Linked DNA regions of Mus musculus: regions 1 and 2 are each linked to region 3. A link is a contact called in public promoter capture Hi-C data. All regions are on one chromosome and are shown on one strand. The core of a region is the stretch at or near the end of the contact, and the rest is flanking DNA. Distances in the headings are between cores, read along the strand shown.

Evidence for each region. Promoter capture Hi-C pulls out the DNA fragments that hold promoters and counts their contacts.
Region 1: a promoter capture Hi-C map of hippocampal neurons shows a contact between it and region 3, with 9 times the contacts expected there. The contact joins the promoter of Vmn2r1 here to the promoter of Ptx3 in region 3. A contact is called at or near these places in 2 of 39 promoter capture datasets (hippocampal neurons and pre-B cells).
Region 2: a promoter capture Hi-C map of liver shows a contact between it and region 3, with 5 times the contacts expected there. The contact joins the promoter of Smc4 here to the promoter of Ptx3 in region 3. A contact is called at or near these places in 2 of 39 promoter capture datasets (the 3T3-L1 cell line and liver).

What each region holds. Positions count from the first base shown.
Region 1 is chr3:64,080,181-64,083,277 of GRCm38.p6, forward strand. It overlaps Vmn2r1 (vomeronasal 2, receptor 1), which reads left to right and starts at 1,462. Exons shown (of 6, transcript NM_019918.2): 1 at 1,462-1,697. The coding sequence starts at 1,462.
Region 2 is chr3:69,003,351-69,006,436 of GRCm38.p6, forward strand. Smc4 (structural maintenance of chromosomes 4) reads left to right here and starts at 1,388. Exons shown (of 24, transcript NM_133786.4): 1 at 1,388-1,740; 2 at 2,726-2,863. The coding sequence starts at 2,731. Ift80 (intraflagellar transport 80) reads right to left here and starts at 1,220. Exons shown (of 20, transcript NM_026641.2): 1 at 1,082-1,220.
Region 3 is chr3:66,218,358-66,221,790 of GRCm38.p6, forward strand. It overlaps Ptx3 (pentraxin related gene), which reads left to right and starts at 1,530. Exons shown (of 3, transcript NM_008987.3): 1 at 1,530-1,834; 2 at 2,293-2,694. The coding sequence starts at 1,705. All of the region lies in intron 4 of Veph1 (ventricular zone expressed PH domain-containing 1), which reads right to left.

The DNA.
Region 1 (3,097 bases), core at 212-2,711, 2.1 Mb before region 3:
AAAGGTTAATTAAAAATTAATAGTGAATATGTGTTTTCCTATATGCAAACTATGTGGGTCCTGTGCATATAGATGCCAGCTAAGCCAGAAGAGGGTGTCAGCTCCCTTGGAACTAAAACTGAAAACTGTTGTAAGACACTCAATGTGGGTACTGGGACCTTTACCCAAGTCCTCTGCAAGAGCACTGTGTGTATTCTTAACTACTGACCCATCTCTCCAGCTGCCTATGTATATTTTTGTTCTTAAGAATAAGACCTAAAAGGCTTTGCATTCCATAATGTGACTAAACCATAAATAACTCAAAATTGCCTTATTTTGTACTTTTTGCTTATTCTATGTCTTAGGATGACAATGAAAGCTGTATTCACTTCCAGTGTACATCAATTTTTGGTAGGTTTCTATTGCTTTTGTGAGAAAAAGGTTTTGGTGGCAAGGTGCAAGATAAAAGGGTCTACACTGATATCAAGATCTAATATGTTGGCTGGGCTGTTTTCTGAAAATATTATGAATTTTATACTCCAAGGAAAGGTGTTTGAAATGGGGATGAGAGGGCAACTGGAGAGGACTGAAAGAACAGTAGATTGATCTTCTAAGTGAGGTTTGTCTTAGAGGTGAGTCTAGTAAGAAAGGAAGCACATGGATTAGACGTGTGGCTCAGCACTAGCATGGGGGTGTGGTGAGGTTAGAGATGAGAAGGGAGAGTGGACAAAGGGGAGGGGAGTGGAGGGGGGGAGGAGGAGGAGAGGGAGAGAGAGAGGGAGAGGGAGAGGGAGAGGGAGAGGGAGAGGGAGAGGGAGAGGGAGAGGATGGAGGAGGGAAGGAAGAGAGTGGAGAGATTGGAGGGAAGGAGGAAGGAAGAAAGGAAGTGAGGAAGAATTTTTTAGAAGCGACTAGAGATATAAGCCTGAAACTATAGAGTGTATTCTGAGAGTAGTAGTTGGTCTGTTATTAAAGTATAACAAAAATGGTATGTGTGAAACAGTTCATTAAATATATACGGGCCTTACAGTATTTTTTCTAGGGTATTTTGTTAGTATCCTACTCATCAATGAGGTAATGAGAGAGCTGTCACCTCTTTTGATACTTTATGATGAAGCAGGATACTGTCCCTTACCTTTGAAGACCATGGATTTACATGTAGTGAGACTCAATTCTAAACAAGAAGGATAGTTTCTACAAATTAAAATGAGTTTTAAACTTAGAATCCACATTTTTATTATTTATTGTTTCAAAGCATATGGGGATTTTCTGAAGTTTGTTCTCAAAGGGTTACTCGGCTCCCAGTCCAGATCCACAAATTGCAAGTGATTTCAAGGCCCCTGATTGAGACATGAAAATTATGTAGCAAGTAGTGACAAGCCAAGTCCACTGGGACACACACATTTCCACTCAATCAAGGCGCTTCACTAAAACGTGTGTGATTTCCACACTAGTCAGTTTCTTAAAACTCGCTTTATTAAAATGGCCAGCAGACAGATAAGCTTAGCTTTAGGATTTCTTGCATTTTTGTGGGCTGTATTGGGTGCTCAAAACAAAACAGAGGAAGTACAATGCAGATTGATGGCCAAGTTTAATTTGTCTGGATATGTAGATGCCAAAAATCATTCACTTGTTATTGCAGGACTGTTTCCTATCCACTCCAGAATCATCCCAGTAGATGAAGCTATTTTGGAGCCGGTATCACCCATGTGTGAAGGGTAAGCCATCTTCTTTCTTGTCAATTCAGGTGGTGGGCGAACTGGTGAGCAGGGGCTTGTGTCTCCAGCTGGAGTCTTGATGCTGTACAGAACATTTGCTCCTCACAGAGTGCTCTGTGGTGCAGCAGCAGCTAAGAGGTTGCTAGGCATGTACAGTTAAGGGCTGCTACTCAGACTTGCAGAATCAGAATCTGTTTTTAGAAGACTCCTGTTGCTTCATGAATGTACTGGGGTTTCAGAAGCTGTTCTTCTGAAACCTGTTATGCAGAATAATGTAGCATTGAACTTTATTGTTTAATAGCAGAGACTAAAACTCTTTTTAAGAGAAGCACACTGCAGGGGAGCACTGATTTATCTGAGCAAGACCTACCCTGGCAGGTTGTTGCCCAGTGTTGTGTCTCCACATTGCCACTTCAGAAAATAAGATCCATGCCTGATACTAGAATTTGCCAGTAATCTGTTGTGGGAAATGCAAAGCATGGATAGGACAACTATCTGTACACCACACACACACACACACACACACACACACACACACACACACACAAGAATGCCACAAATTAATGAAAGCAAAGCAAATTATCAATAAGTTTATTGTTATTAGAAAGCAATGTTTTTTCTCTCTGTATTATCTCTTGTATTCATATATATGTATATATAGTCATATTCTTATATTCATACACACACACATACACACACACACACACACACATACACACACACGCCTTTAAATAGTTGTAACTGTAACACAAACACAGTTTTAGCTGGAAATGTGACCTAACACAGCAGGCATATCCCTGAAGCTTCATGGCCATTACTGTTGTCAGTGCACACTGTATATTTAGCAGTTTCTGCTAGCTCACATTTCACCAATCACAACTTTCCTTTGATATGTTTCATGCTCCATATTTGAGATGTCCTTGTGTGAAGGGTGCTAATCATCTGTACATCTTCAGAAAATACAAAGTTTCATGAAGAATTCTGCCCTTAATTCTATGACTGTTTCTCATTCTTACAGTGAAGCAGAGGCAATGGAGGAGGAAGATATATGTAAGGCTTTACTTACAACTAGATTACTGTAGAGCCAAGTATTATTTACCACTGGAGTTTTTACCTCTTTAATTCCAAACAACTGGAAATGAGAACTTAGAGCACATCGAAATGTAACACATTGATAGTTTAGGAAAGGGATTATTTCATTTGTTCTACGCCCTGCATTGGAACTTCTGAAAATTTCTTTCCCAGCAATGTTAGACTGTAAAGGCTACTACATAGATTTCAAAATATCATTTTTCACTTCCTTAGAAATAATGTCTTATTACATTATAGTTGAAGAAGTGGAGAGAAGTAAATATATTCTATTTAAGATAATTCCCTAGTTAGGATTATTTAGAATTTGT
Region 2 (3,086 bases), core at 138-2,637, 2.8 Mb after region 3:
CAAACTCCTCCAGACTCCCACACTTGTAGTCCTCTCCAGCACTTCCTGAGAATCACTGAATCTAAGTGTTAGGCATCTCAAAGCCATAATATATTTTAGAACAATGTAAATTCATTCATTAAAGGTTGGTGGGCTGGAGAGATGGCTCAGTAGTGGTTAAGAGCACTGACTGCTCTTCTCTGAAGGTCCTGAGTTCAAATCCCAGCAACCACATGGTAGCTCACAACCATCTGTAATGAGATCTGACACCCTTTTCTGGTGCACCTGAAGACAGCTATAGTATACTTAGATTATAATAATAAATAAATCTTTTTTTTTAAAAAAAAAAGGTTTATTGGTGCTCTAAAATGCCAAACCCTAAATAGGTTGAGGAAAAAAAAAGAGAAAGGCTAACAGCTCTCAATTTAAAAGTTGCTGTATAAATACTTACTGGGGGCAGCGAAATTAATCAGCGGTTCTTTAACATTGGGGAGGATGAGTGATACAGACCGTTTTTCAAAATTATAGGGTCACTAAACATTCAGGAAAACAATGCCAAAACACACAAAACTTGGTATACAATTTTCGGAGAGTCAGAAACTCTGTCCCAACCATCATTATCCTCAAACTCAGGTTAAAAGCCCATTAAGGAAACTAAACCGCTCGGGATTAGGAATTGCCGCATCCATTTAACAACCCTTGCTATTCCTTTCACTGTGTAACAAAGACAAATGCTACTTATGAACTAATTCCCCCATAACGGTAACTAGTTATCACCAGCGAATCCTTTCTCCCACTAGGAGCCCTGCTGGCCAAATGGTTATTTAAACTCAACACCTTTCAGTAGTGTCACTTACACAAAATAGTTCAAAAATCATTGTTATTCATAAATGGACTACAAGGTTAACTCAATAATCCCGGTTTCCTCGCTTTACCTGTAAACTCCACATCCCAAGATCAACACCCTGGTGGCTGGAAGAAGATGGAAAATAACTGATGCTCCCGCAAAGCTCATCCCATCTAACCAAGAGAAGCTAGGTCTTAATGACCGCTACCGCTTCCAAGCCCTTTCTTCAAAGGCTCTGGAGATGAAGAAATTTACCTCAAGTTCCAGGAAAGCGGTGGCGACTGCTCTCAGAGCTCGAACTAGTTACCAAATAGCCTCCCGACCTTTCCGTCACCATAGTGATTTCTAAGCGCTGCGAGCGTTTCCCCCTGCCATGTTCCCGCGATACTTGCTAGGTGCCAGTCACCCGAGCGGGCTCTTGACCCCGCCCCTAACCGAGCCCGCCCTCTCCCTGGAAGGTGTTATTGGGCAACTTGGACCCGCCTACAATTGTAGGCGGGACCCTGCTTGTTTTGTTTTGTTTTTTTTCCTTCTTTTTCAAATTCCTCCAGTTTTTCAAATGCTGTCGTTCTAGAAGTGCGAAACTCTCATTTCTGTTAAAGTCCACAGAAAGGACGTAGCCCTGCTTGCTCTCCCTTCCCAGTCGTAACTTGGCCCTCGGCGCCACGGTCCCTGGGGTAGAGCCCGCGCATGCGCCCGAACGGCCCGAAGATGGCGGTGGGACTCGCCGCACTTTTTTTCAAATTCGCGGGTCCCAGAAACCCTTGCGCGCGTTTGTAACGAATTTCCGTTCGAGTTTGGATTTTAGGCGCCATTTTCGAGTGAAGGACCCGGAGCCGAGACACCGGGAGGAGCGAGGCGGGGGGTCGGCCGTGCCACCATTTCAGCCCGGCTCGGAGTGGACCCGCCGACAGGTGAAGTCCTTCTCTTCTAGATCAGGTTGTCACACTTTCTCCTCCCTGCCCCGCGGGCGCCCGCAACCCCAAGGCCTGGAGCTGGAGCGGCGGAGGCGGCTCGGCGAGCTCCCGTGCCTGTCACCCCTCCCCCTCGGCGGCCGGGCGGCGGCTCCGGCGCCTCTTCCTGGGGGAGGCAGCGAGCCTGGCTCGGCCAGAGCGTCCCCTCCCCCAGGCCGATCCGTCCTGTCTCCTAAGGGGACTGCAGCCCCACTCAGAGCCTCTCCTGGGCACTTGGCATGGCTTACACTGTCGTCCATCGGGACTCCGCCCCGGACCCGGGAGGGTTAGACCCCCTACTATCCCGGAAAGTGACCCAACCCAAGCAGACGCTGCCAGAGTCCAGTTCAGCAGTGTGTGGCGGGTGACTCCGGCTTCGGCCATCCTCTCCGCTGGGGCGATGAGGAAAAGAGACCTGGACTTCTCCGAGGGCCGTCCGGGCGTCAGGACCTAAATGGCGGGGAGAAGGGAGGGGGTTGACAAGTCGCCCGGGCAGGCAGGCGCTGCTGCTCTGGAGAGTAGCCACGCAGCCCCGAAGCTGGACGAACTTGTCTCTCTCTCTCTCTCCCACTCTGTACCTCTCTCCCTCCCTCCCCGATTCCGAGCACATTCACTCCCCAGCCCCGACGGGAGGAGACTTGTCAGCAGACGTCCTTCTCTTATGAGATGGTTCCACAGGGGCGGGGGTGGCCTGAGCGAATTCCTCCGTCCTGGGCGCGATGGCAGGCGCGGCTATGTTTCCCCACGTAGCTGGGGCGTGGGAAAACCCGTCCCGCCCGGTTGCCACTGCTGGGTTCCTAGTAGCCACTTTCCTAGGGACCCGCTACTGGCTAGCGGCGTTGGGGAACGCGGTGGCGGGGTGGGTCCTGGGCGGAGCCCGTCCTGCTGCTGCGGGGCCTGAGCGGCGAGCTGCGGGCCGACCTGACTCGGGACTCTTCTGCCGCAGCCACCATGCGGCGTAAGGGCACCAAGCCCTCCACTGCCTGCCACCAGGAGGAAGGGCCGCCGCCCTCCCAGGACGGTGCCCACAGCGACGAAGAGATGGAGCAACCGGCCGGCGAAGCGGAGAGCGCTGCACCCGCAAGTGAGTGACAGGTCGGGATCCCCGTGCGTCGGAAGCCTGTGGAGACCCTCTGAGGGTGGCGGGGCGCAGGCGACGACAGGTTGATTTGGGAAGCTCCGGAAAGCCGTTCTTTGGTTTTCAGAGGAATTCCATGCAGTTTGCTCTAACGGTTCTGGAAGATATGAGAGTGAGCGGAAAACTTGCGTTGTGAGTTTCTGTGTTTTAGAGTAGTACTGACCTCTTT
Region 3 (3,433 bases), core at 280-2,779:
GTGAGGTAACCCAGGCCCAGAAAGACACACATGGTATGTGCTCATTTGTAATTGGACATTAGCCATACAGTACAGGTAACTATGCTACAATCCACAGACATTGAAAGAACAGTAAGCATTTTTATCCAGTTCTTCCACATTGCTTTTTCAGACAGGGTCTCTCGTGGGCCTTAACTTGCCCAATAGGCTTAGCTGTTTAGCCAGGGATCCCAGAGGCTCTCTGTACTGGCATTAGGACCTCACAGCACCACATCAGGTTTCTTAATGTGGACTCTAGAAACTGAACTCGAGCCCACAGCCTTAGGAGAAAAGCACCTTACAAAGCTGTGGCTCCACACTGCCCTTTAAACAATATCGTATTGTCTCATATTGCCATCGCTTTCTGATGGCTTTAACGGTTTCAAACATACCCTGTCTTTAGCCGTGATCTCAAATAAGTGAAGCTCTTGAGCAGGGGCCTGATGCCTTTTGACTTTGTGTTGATTCATGCTTATGATGCCCTGTTCCCTCCGTGTCTAGCTATGTTTAACTGTGGATTCATTTTTATTGTGGTGGATGGTACATGCATGTGCATTCCAGATGCGTGAGGGCACTCAGGCCAGGAAAGCCACTCATGAGTCTCTGTCAGGAGCAGAGGAATTTACCTATGGAAATCCAAGAGGCAGCCTTCTGAGAGGCCTGGCCTGAGGGTAGTAGCCCTGCCATCATGATCAGGATGTGACTGGTAACCCTCCCCCTCCATCTCCTTTGTATATTGGAGACTTGTATCAGCTCAGGGGTATCCTCTGGGAGTGGTTCCCTCTAGATCTGTGTAGTTTTTTAGATCTTGCTTTATTTGGAGTTTATTCAAATGTTTTAATTTTTTATCACTATTATTATGACTTATCAACACCTATCTAGGTACTTTGCACTGGGGGAGGGGGCAGGTTTTACACACACACACACACACACACACACACACACACACACACAGTCACTAATGTAAATTTAAAACAGGACCTTGATAGGATATGTCAAGAATACCCAAGCACCTAAAGCCACTATATTCCCGCCCTCACTTTCCTGTTTTACTGGGTTTTGACCCAGCCATACTGTGTTTTTTAGTTGCTCCACCAGAGGAGTCAAGACTAGTTAGTCAAGATTGACTTCTAGAGTCATAAAAATTCTTAATGGGTTATTTTGGAGTCACGGAATCATTTTCTATAGCTTGGTCTTGAGAAAGTATCCAAAGGAAAAGTGAAAAAAAAAAGTTTTCCATAACTTCAGGGGTTGTGGAGTAATGAAAGCTCACACCAAATGCCAAAATGATAATTCGCCCTGTACCTCTGTGCTCCTCACCCCCCAAAGCGCTAGCACTTCAGGTTACAGCAACTAATCCTCAGGGGCACCAGAAAAGTCCAGCTTCCCTCCCCTTCTCCCCCTGACTCGCCTCTAATTAATCTGCCTGCAGTGTGGACCTCGGTGGTTTAACATTGTGCAACCTCTTCAGCTCCCTTGCCCTCCCACCCAACCCCCTCCCCCAAATCCAGGGGAACTCCCTCGCGCTGTGCCACCGACATTAGTCATTCATCCCGCTCATGCTTTGGAGCGTTTATTAAGGGCTTCACTCCTGCCTCACACTATCTCTCCCGGGCTCAAACTCGGATCACTGTAGAGTCTCGCTTCTTCCCCTGCGGCTGCGAAGCAAATTTCGCCTCTCCAGCAATGCACCTCCCTGCGATCCTGCTTTGTGCTCTCTGGTCTGCAGTAGTGGCTGAGACCTCGGATGACTACGAGCTCATGTATGTGAATTTGGACAACGAAATAGACAATGGACTTCATCCCACCGAGGACCGTAAGTTCATTTTTAACTCTCTCAGCGTATCAAAACTACATAACTCACTTTTTGGGGGGCGCGATTAACATAATTAACATAGATAGCCAATGAAGCAAGCTAAAATTATACTTTATTTGTGAAAGCAAGGACTGGGGGAAAAAAGGAAAGCAAGAAAGCAAGGACTATCTGAGAAAAGCCAGAGGTTTTAAATTATTTTTGTAACATTTATGATGAGTTAAGTTATACGAAATCTTTAACTGTTTTTAGCTATATTAATGGCATTTTCTCAGTTAGTTTAACATGTCCTATAAAGAATAGTCCTGTGTCATCTTTGAGTTTACACGCACGCTGTTTTCAGAGCTATCCTTAGAAGGAGAGCGGTTGCTGGGGACAGGCTGAAACTTGGAGTCACCAAGAGTGCAACCCATGGCCACCCAGGACAAGCTGATAACACTTGTGTGTGTCCTGCGTTCTAGCCACGCCATGCGACTGCCGCCAGGAGCACTCGGAGTGGGACAAGCTGTTCATCATGCTGGAGAACTCGCAGATGCGGGAGGGCATGCTGTTGCAGGCCACCGACGACGTCCTCCGTGGAGAGCTGCAGCGGCTGCGGGCAGAGCTGGGGCGGCTGGCGGGCGGCATGGCGAGGCCGTGCGCAGCCGGTGGCCCCGCAGACGCCAGGCTGGTGCGGGCGCTGGAGCCGCTGCTGCAGGAGAGCCGTGACGCGAGCCTCAGGCTGGCGCGCCTGGAGGACGCGGAGGCGCGGCGACCCGAGGCGACAGTGCCTGGCCTAGGCGCTGTGCTGGAGGAACTGCGGCGGACGCGCGCCGACCTGAGCGCCGTGCAGAGCTGGGTCGCCCGCCACTGGCTGCCCGCAGGTAAGCCCACGGTCGGCTCTGTCCCTAGAGGCAAGCTTTTGTGGGGACCCTCACACTCAGAGCCCCAGTACTTTTCATAGGCACACTCACAGAGCTCACACCACGCCAGGCAGGCTCATTGCCTTTTAAAAGTATTTCCAAGCCCGAGGAACCCAAAAGAAAAAAACGAGGATTTAAACCATCAGTCTGGAAGTTGACGTCAGAGGTTCCTGATACCGGATCCGACCAGATATTGAAGGAGTCCATTGGCAGGTGTTTAACAGTGACCCTCCTCGCTGCCCCGAGTCCCTCCGTTAGGGATTTCCAAGTCTTCTAATTTTATCCCGTCACTTTCTTTAGGCCAGCTCCTGTTTCCTCCGACTATTTCAGGGCCCTGGCTAACTTCAGCGACTTTCCCAGCCCCTTGGCCGACTCCTCCCCCTCTGCTCCTTCTGAGTTGACTGGAGCCTAATTGGATCTCCTGCAGACTCAGCAGAATCCCTTCAGGGTTCCCTCATCCCAGTTTAGTTCCACAGTGAAGGTCAAGGGGGGCATGCTTTATAAAGTCAGGCGCAGGAGTCAGAGGGAGTAGATGACGGCTTTATCCAGTCCCCCAGGACCACACAAGAAAGGGACTATTCAGACTGTGCAACTTGTCAAAGCCCCACATGAACTCCATAAAACTCCCAACTGATGAGGGCCCCTTTGGTATACTCTTAAAAGCTAACAAAACAGGAAGAACATTGGAGCCTAGTAATTC